Regions from separate parts of the Astyanax mexicanus genome. Here region 2 is linked to region 1. Evidence: chromatin contacts called from public Hi-C data. All regions are on one chromosome and are shown on one strand. Each heading gives the region's core, a stretch centred on a gene start, on an enhancer-like site or on the middle of the called end of the contact. The rest is flanking DNA. Distances are from core to core; before and after follow the strand shown.

Region 1 (4,062 bases), core at 618-3,117:
GGAAAAGAGTGAAATGTTATCTAATGTTCTAATGTTAATCTAAATGTCCTACAAATTTTATGTGAGGAAGTGTTTAAATTAAATCTCCACCACTCTGTGTTCAAACCAGGGCCGTTTCAAGGCATGAGGGGGCCCCAGACAAAACGAATCCCCCACTTTACCTATGATTTGAAAGTGAAACTAGTGTCAGTTAGCCAGTAGCTTTATCTGTTCTAGTGTTAAAAGATAGTGAACAGCTTGTGTGCATGGATACTGCTGAACATGTTCCAGTCTGGTTATATGCTACTACCAGCAACATGTGGGAGGAGCCTGCATTAGAGGGATTCTGATAAGTGTGGTTGTAGTTTCCTGCATTAACCACAAAATCACAGAATTTAAACAGACTTTCACACAGTTTGTTGTTGCATCCAATATATAACCAGTCATTATCAATTGCTTGCTGTGCCTGTCCTGTTGCAAAGGGCCTGGTTCAGACACAAAAACACCTGGAACCCTTAAACTTTTCACTAACATGGGTATAGTTTAAATTAGCATCTTTTCACAAGATGTTAGTGCTTACAGTTAACCTATTTTCTTAATTAACAGCTGGTGTAACATTTTCAGACGTCTAACATACACTAATTAATCTTGCTAAAAATCATAAAAAAAAAACAATTGTAATGGGTCTCTTTCCCCTGCTTTTGCTCATAATGCTGTTGTTGTCGTCATCTCTGCTTTAACACGGCCATTCCCACAAATCAGCTCATTCATAAACCCTTTCAATTTGAGATTGGTGAGGGTAAATACCAGGCAATAGCAAAATTTGGTTAAAAAATGTCTAATGACATCTACAAATGATTTTTCTAGGATAAGAGAAAATCAGTGTCTGATCCAGTGGTTCTGCCTCACCTGTCAGAAGGAATGTGACCTCCTCCTCCTCCTCCCCTCTGCAGCATTTCCTGCAGAGTTAATGTGTGCTGGTGCTGAAGGCATGCAGAGAGTCAGTCTGAGTTTAAATGCTTTACTGAAGTTAACATTAACCACACTAATCACAGTTACCACTCCCGTTAATTATTCTCAAGAATCAGCTAAACTCAAACTTCTCCAACTCCCCAACCGGCACTCAGTCAGCCAACGTACAGGTGCAACACATTTATGAATCAGTACAAAAACATGAGAACAAATTTAACATCTGTATTTAATCCTGATTATTATTATTCATGGTTTTATACAAAATTATACAAATAAATAGGCTTGTAACAATTAGAATATATTAATTTATTATTCTAAAAGGGACCCGTGATTGTCAAAATAGTTTACAAAATTCAGAGAGAACACAAATCAAAGATTCTGTAAAATATTAACATTTTCTTAGGTTTTTGTTGATTATTTTAAATGTTTATGTTTTATTATCCATAATTCTTTAGAAATGAATTCCCTAAAAATATAATCTAAGCCTTTTCCCTCACTTTCTACCAGAAAACCAACTTTTAAAATATAGATATAGGTCAGGTCAGTTTGTACCTTGTTCCACTTGGTTAGCTAAGCAGATCTGGTGGAGTGTTTCTCCTCAAACGTTCAGCATATAAAAGAACAAGGAATGTCAAATTACTGGAAATCTCCAGGAAGCATCTACAAAAGTAAATAAAATCCCATTTGTTAAACCCATTAACTCTTTGATTGTGTTAAAAAGTTTTTGAAAACTGGAGCAGCTGTGGAATGGTTTTTCAGGCTGTGGTTGTGTGGGAATGGGAGTTTCAGGCGACGCTCTGCTGCTCGCTCTCTCTGCTGAACGTGGAGGAGTCTGAGCAGCGTCGGGGGAACTCTATGAATATTCCCTCTGCGTCCGAGTCCAGAGACTCCAGGATCTGATCTACTATTGTCTCTGGGCTGGACGAGCCGCTGGGCAGCGAGGCCTCCTCCTCCTCGCCTGGGTCGGAACCCGAGTCCCGCAGGCCGCTTGGTTCAAAGGGTCCTGGGGAACATTCGGGACAGATAGAGGGGGACTCGGGCGGGGGGCTGTTATCTCTCTGCCCTGCGGAGGCGGACAGGACTGACTCTTGCTCTATGGAGGCGCTGGGCTGGCTGGTGGAGAGCGGGGAGGCGATGCCTGTCTCAGGACTGGACGGCACACTGGAGAAGGCGGGCTCTTCCAGGCAGGAAGTCATCTCGCACACCGAGTGACGACGGACCCCCACACTGCCCACTGACGCTGTCTCTGTGTCGTACTCCACCACAGGGGTCAGCATGGGGATGTTGTAGCTCTTTGAACGAACCACAGGGTTTTTAGCAGGTGGGTCACCGGGCTTGGGCCAGCGCCGCATCAGCCGTTTCTCTAAGAGACACGGAGAAATTAACAATAATAATAATATTAATAATGTCATAATAGATGCCAGCATTTTTGACGAATTTCTGCCCATATTACACAGCTATATCTTAAGGATTTCTGTTTAATAATTACATATAAAAGTTTAATGTTTACTAAGAAATATTACTGAAAATCTTAGCTGTAATTGTAATAAAAAATATTGAAAAATATTAGTCCTGCAACTTTCAAAACATAATGAATATAAATGATAAAATTGGCTATTTCCTGAACTTTTAACATTTTAAAATCAATATTTTCCTAAATACAAATAAATCCTTTCATGTCCTCCAAACCTTTAAGTTTGTTACGATTGTCTAGTTGTTATGTCTATTTTCAACCATGCAGAATTTGTGGTTGATTCCTCTTAAAAAACTGATCTAAAATTATTAAGAGTTCACAGTGAACATGCAGCTTGAAACATGCAATAATGAATTCTGAATTATATAACATCTGTATCTGCTCTGCATCTGTAAATTTAAGGATGAAATAGCAGATGGTTTGACTGAGTCTTACCCAGCACACACGAGCACTGTGCCACAGAGCCATCATCAGTGTAGAGACCATGAGTGCCCAGATACGGAGACACGACCTTCTGGATCAGAGCCTCCAGCTTCAGGTAGTCCTCAGTCACTCCTCTAGACTCATGCACTCCCTGCAGAATCAGCACAGGACACGAGTTCATCAAACAGATTCATTCAAAACCACTCTTAACTCTGGACCTTCTAATGTTTCTTAAAATGAAAATAAGCAGTTCCTTCTTTGTAATACTCTTCACTAGCCACATGGTGGTGCTAAGCTAATGTTCTGTTCCTGTCCAGTGAATGAAGAGAACCGCAGACATAAGCAAACAACTTTAAATGAGTGTTTACTCGTTTCTCTAACAGAGTTTGTCCACTCTGTAAAGCCAGGGCACAGAACTGGATCAGACACAGTGGTTTGTGCTTAATTTAGAAATGGCAATTGTACATTATTGGTCTTTTCCAGGATGTGTTGTGTTGAAGGAAAGTGTGAGCAGGAAGAACTTCATTCAATGCTTTTTCTTTACTTCAGTGCACTACTTCTCTGATGAACAATGACAAAAAAAGCAGAATATTTAGATAATGCAGAAGTAGTGCATCTGCAGTTTATTTATATTATTTTGTATTTTTAATCCTAAAAAACTAAAGTTATATTTATTTGTGTTGCTAATCCAGATACAGGTTTGGTTTATGTTTTTGTTAATGTTTATGTTTCACAATTAAAAGTACATAAAATCTACACTATATTGCCAAAAGTATCCGATCACCTGAATTAGAACTTAGATTCTCTGCCTGAGCCCGACCCAAGGCTTGAAGTGAACTCAGAAAATATTCTGTGACGTACACGTCTGTTTTTTAATGCTTTATTTATTTTATATAAAGCTATGGCATGATAATCACAATATAGCTACGTAACAAATCAAACTGTTTTTTAAAATAAAAGTTGCACAACTTTTGTTTTGTTATAATCACGCAGCTCTGGGGCCAACGCACACATGAGCTCCTTCACTTGTCCGCATTACACACTTGACTTGCAGCGCTGTTCTTAAACAAAAAAAACAAACATTTTTCTTAAATAATAATAGGTCTATGCTTTTTCAGAGATGCAGTCTTAATTAACATCAGGCTCATAATGACACGGGCAGAACGTGCACAGGCTCTGACCGGGTTGTGCTGGATTTTTTTGGGCCCGATCTA
Region 2 (4,062 bases), core at 968-3,467, 67 kb after region 1:
GGTACTTAGAAGAATCTAAAGTATAAAACATTAGGGGTGTGACGAGATCTCGCAAGATTAAAACATGACAATATTTTACGTCAAGCTTAAACCTGTCTCGTGGGGAAAGGTGAGGTGAGCTCCGCGGTACAGTTAAAAAGCTCCGTGCGACAGTAGGTGAGCTCCACGGTACAGTTAAAAAGCTCAGCGTGACAGTATGAGCGCCGCTCATGAATGAATGAGATCAAACTTTTGACTTTTGGTACTGTAAATCAGAACTATTACTATCACATTAACCTTGTAAGTCTAAGTACTGGATGATCAGTTGATGAATTTGAGTAACTGTGATGTGGTAGAGAGAGCAGTGGGTCCCCATGATTAACCCAGTACTTGAGCACAATGACATGTCTTAAACAGACACATATAGTAAAATTTACACTGTGGATATTTGGAATTATCTTCCTATTCAACCAGTAAAAAGAAAAAGATTTTGTTTAAGTTCATATTTGCAAAAATATAGCTCATTATAGAAGAGAGATATTTTGCACAAATCACTGGCAACACTTGATCAGTAAAAATGACATTATATTCTCTCCTGACAGTGTAATTTTAATGAGTCATTTTTTTTAGTCTTTTTTTTATTACTAAAATCCCATATTCCTTTAGAGCATAGAAATGTGAAAGTTAGGTGGGAGCTTGAGCTCCACTAGTTTACTCACTCTGACTTCAAGTGGTCAACAGAAGCTCTGAGTAATTTTAACTCCAATAATTGTACCACAGCTACTTGGGCTGTACAGGTCAGACATCCCAGCTGCAAAAACTCATTTTAGAGAGTTAGCTCTTGTTTGTTTTGCTGAGGTAATAAAAAAAGGTTTTTATTAAATTTTTTACTTACCTTATAATATAATTTCAATGGAGTGGACAGAGTAAAGCATCTTATGTTAGCACTGTTTATAAACGAGTCGAGTGAACATGGGGAGAAACCCCATTTATTATATAAAACATAAAAGTCAGTGTTCAGAACTGTCATTTTTTCACACCATCCACTAAGCCAAAGCCTAAAATCCACATCGTGATGTCTATTGTTTAAAACCCTACCAACAGTATTCTCATGCCTTACACCTGCACCAATTAAATAGTGATGTAACTTACAAATATATTTACAATAACGGGTGTGGTGGTCTGGAACTGACATATGTTCAGGTAAATTTCTGTCATATTGCTATGTTGGCAAAGAGAAACACAGTAGCGCCACTGAATGTGGAAATGAAGCGAATAAGACCCGCATTAGATTATTGAAGCGTGAATTATACTAGATTATACATTAGATTATTGAAGCGTGAATTATACTAGATTATACATTAGATTATTGAAGCGTGAATTATACTAGACTTTTACATTTTTTCATGTATTGCTAGTGATTTTATTAGTTAGCTAATAACAACCTGCAAGTGTTCAAAGTTTTAAGCTGTTCACAATATGAACAGCTGTCTGCATCAATTTATTTCATTTATTTATCAATTTAAATAAATATAATTTATTTATTTATCTCTTGTTACTGACACGCCCAAACTGGGAAACTCATGGCTCAGCTAAAAATACGAGTTTGAAGGCAGCATGAGTGAATGAATGAGCGTTAATCGAGCTAAACAGCTAAAAACACAAAGAGTGAACTAGTATTTTAAATAGTAAACAAGTAGTTATATACCTTGAATTTTGGACAGTAATTTAATTTTTATTTTTTGGAAAAAAAAGAAAATCTACTTATATTTGTTCTTTTTTTCAGTAAACAGGTTTTAGGCAGTAAAGGCGTTAGCATTACTGCTGCTGCATGCTGACTGGTTGGTGAACTGTTGCTGGCTGAAGGCAGAGCACCTTTAAAAGCTTTACACAGAACAATAACAGATGATGCTGAAACATAACGTATAAAAATTATGAAACATTTATAAACCCATGATTTTGGTTTAATTGCTCTATAATAACAGCCAATTTTGGAATCACTCTGGAGCGCCCTCTATCGGTCCAACAAACCCGGGAGAGATTTTATTCGGGTATTTCTGTAGCGAATCTGCCAATGGATTTTCTACCTCCGCAAAACTCAATAACTGTACATTCTCTTAATTACCTCGATTATGCAGCTATCCTAGTTCAGTTCGCCACGTAAAGAGTCAGATATAATTATTTAAGAACTTTGATCTGTATGTTAAATCTGTTGAACGTGCATGTGCTGCTCAGAAGTGAATCTGCCGTTCCGAATAAAACAATGTATTTACCGCACACACGCTGTCAGCGCTGTCCGCCGGTGTCGGGAGTGTATCAGTGCAGAGCGGACTGCGGGTTCGTATTAACGGCTGTATTTCACTGGTTTTAGCCCTATGCACTGGTAGCTGCGTGTAATCTTTGTATAGGCGCTTCAGTATCAGCCTGTAGTTTGTGGGCGAGGGTACAGTAAGCGCGCGAGGCTCTGACACCAGCAGTGTGAGGAGTTTCACTCAGGGCGCGTCTCAAACCGCTCCCTGCTCCCTAGCAGATTGAACTAAATATATAACAGAACAAGGGCACTGTGGGCTCTACAAGTAAATAATGTAATTTAGTTAAACTGTCCGCTGAAACCTGTGACTGAATAAACGTGGCTTTATATAAGAGTTATAATGCCAAGGTCGCATTCATAACTGCTGTTTCATAATCTATAAAGCTAACAAGTGCACTTCTTAGGGAGGAAGGAGTCATTTGAGATCAAGCCTTTAGCTGTGAGTCTAGTTCAGTGCTGTTCACGTTGAAGGACTACTATGTGTACTAAGTGTTTTGTCTGTAAATTGTCTGTTACCGGAGCGGATATCTGTGTGTAGTTTAGCTGCTGATCTCGACTGCTGCCCAGCCCTTTTTCTACACACTTGATTGCCAGGTATAGAACACAATAGAACCCAAAACCCAGAAATGTGTTTTAAAATTGCTGATAAAATCTAATAAAACCCCATGAGCAGTTAATAATTTTCGACACAATAATGCACAAAAAAACAGATGTTTTCAGCTTGTCATGGCTACTATGCCTGCGCTCATCTACACAGCGAAGGTGGTCTTATCCACTGACACCTTCACTCTCTCCTAGGCCGTTTCTTAATACGAAGTACACATGTTTGGACTCCTGTACTTGGCCAGAATGAACTTAGTAAGCTTGACTTGCGAGACTTTTATTCTGTAATTGAATAAAATACTTGATGACTGCTCTAAATCAGTGAAGTGGAAAGTTGTTCCGAAAACATTAAGCCCATTTGCACAGAACCATTCCTTAACAAATAAACCACATATCTGAAGTCTAAACCACTACATTCTCGCCTAAAAAAAACTTCAAACTTTATTTTATCGCACAGCAGTACTATTTTTTTAAACCTATAACTTACAGGTATATACATTCTCCTCCGCCGATACTGGTGCAGGTTGCATTCTGGGATATCGGACTGTAAGAAGTCCACACAAGTCACCTTCCATGCATCCTTGATAATAAAGGAGAAACAAGAACTTATCTGAGTATTTGTAGTGAAATTGGAAGTGCAAATTCTGGAACAGTACTTGGGCTGCAGCTGATGGCATTTCCCTAGTCCACAAAACACAAGTACGGACAAAAACACAGATTGAGAAACGGCCCTTTACTCCTGCACAACCAGCATGCTGATGGCACTTTGTCATGGTACAGATGCCTTGATTAACATTACAGGATCTCCTATTCACACAATGGTCAGTGGCTTGTTTCTTCATTAACAAGGTATTTAGGACAGGTCACTGACCGCTGTATAAATGAGATTTCTTATAGCACTAATTATGGTGCCCGTTCATGAATAAAGTCCCACCCTTCAACAAAAAGTGGTGATCAGCTTGCTGCTTGAGCAGAGGAGAGCCATCGTGGAGATATGTGCAGGCGCAGTAGCCAAGACAAGCTTAAACATTTATTTATTGAACATTATGCATTTTTGTGCTATTTTGAGCCAAATGTTTATTAAAAGTTAGTTTTATTGTCAGATATTATCACTTATTTTAAATTCAGATAGATAGGAGGCTGGTCTTGCATGAGGGGATATTAATGTC

The links. A called contact is a pair of places that touch in the nucleus more often than the background predicts.
Region 2: a contact with region 1 is called in a Hi-C map of muscle, with 11 times the contacts expected there. The contact joins the promoter of LOC103036150 here to the enhancer-like site in region 1. A contact is called at or near these places in 2 of 3 Hi-C or Micro-C datasets (blood and muscle).

The regions. Positions count from the first base shown.
Region 1 is chr2:36,281,259-36,285,320 of AstMex3_surface, forward strand. LOC107197522 (proline-rich protein 5) reads right to left here. Exons shown (of 9, transcript XM_022671658.2): 8 at 2,861-2,999; 9 at 987-2,314. The coding sequence ends at 1,737. Among protein-coding and RNA genes, the nearest start is that of LOC125798969, 25 kb to the left of the region's middle. Within about 2 kb of position 1,868, the one cell type or tissue checked has an H3K27ac peak away from gene starts, as active enhancers do.
Region 2 is chr2:36,348,209-36,352,270 of AstMex3_surface, forward strand. LOC103036150 (protein SCO2 homolog, mitochondrial) reads left to right here and starts at 2,218. Exons shown (of 2, transcript XM_007244990.4): 1 at 2,218-2,316.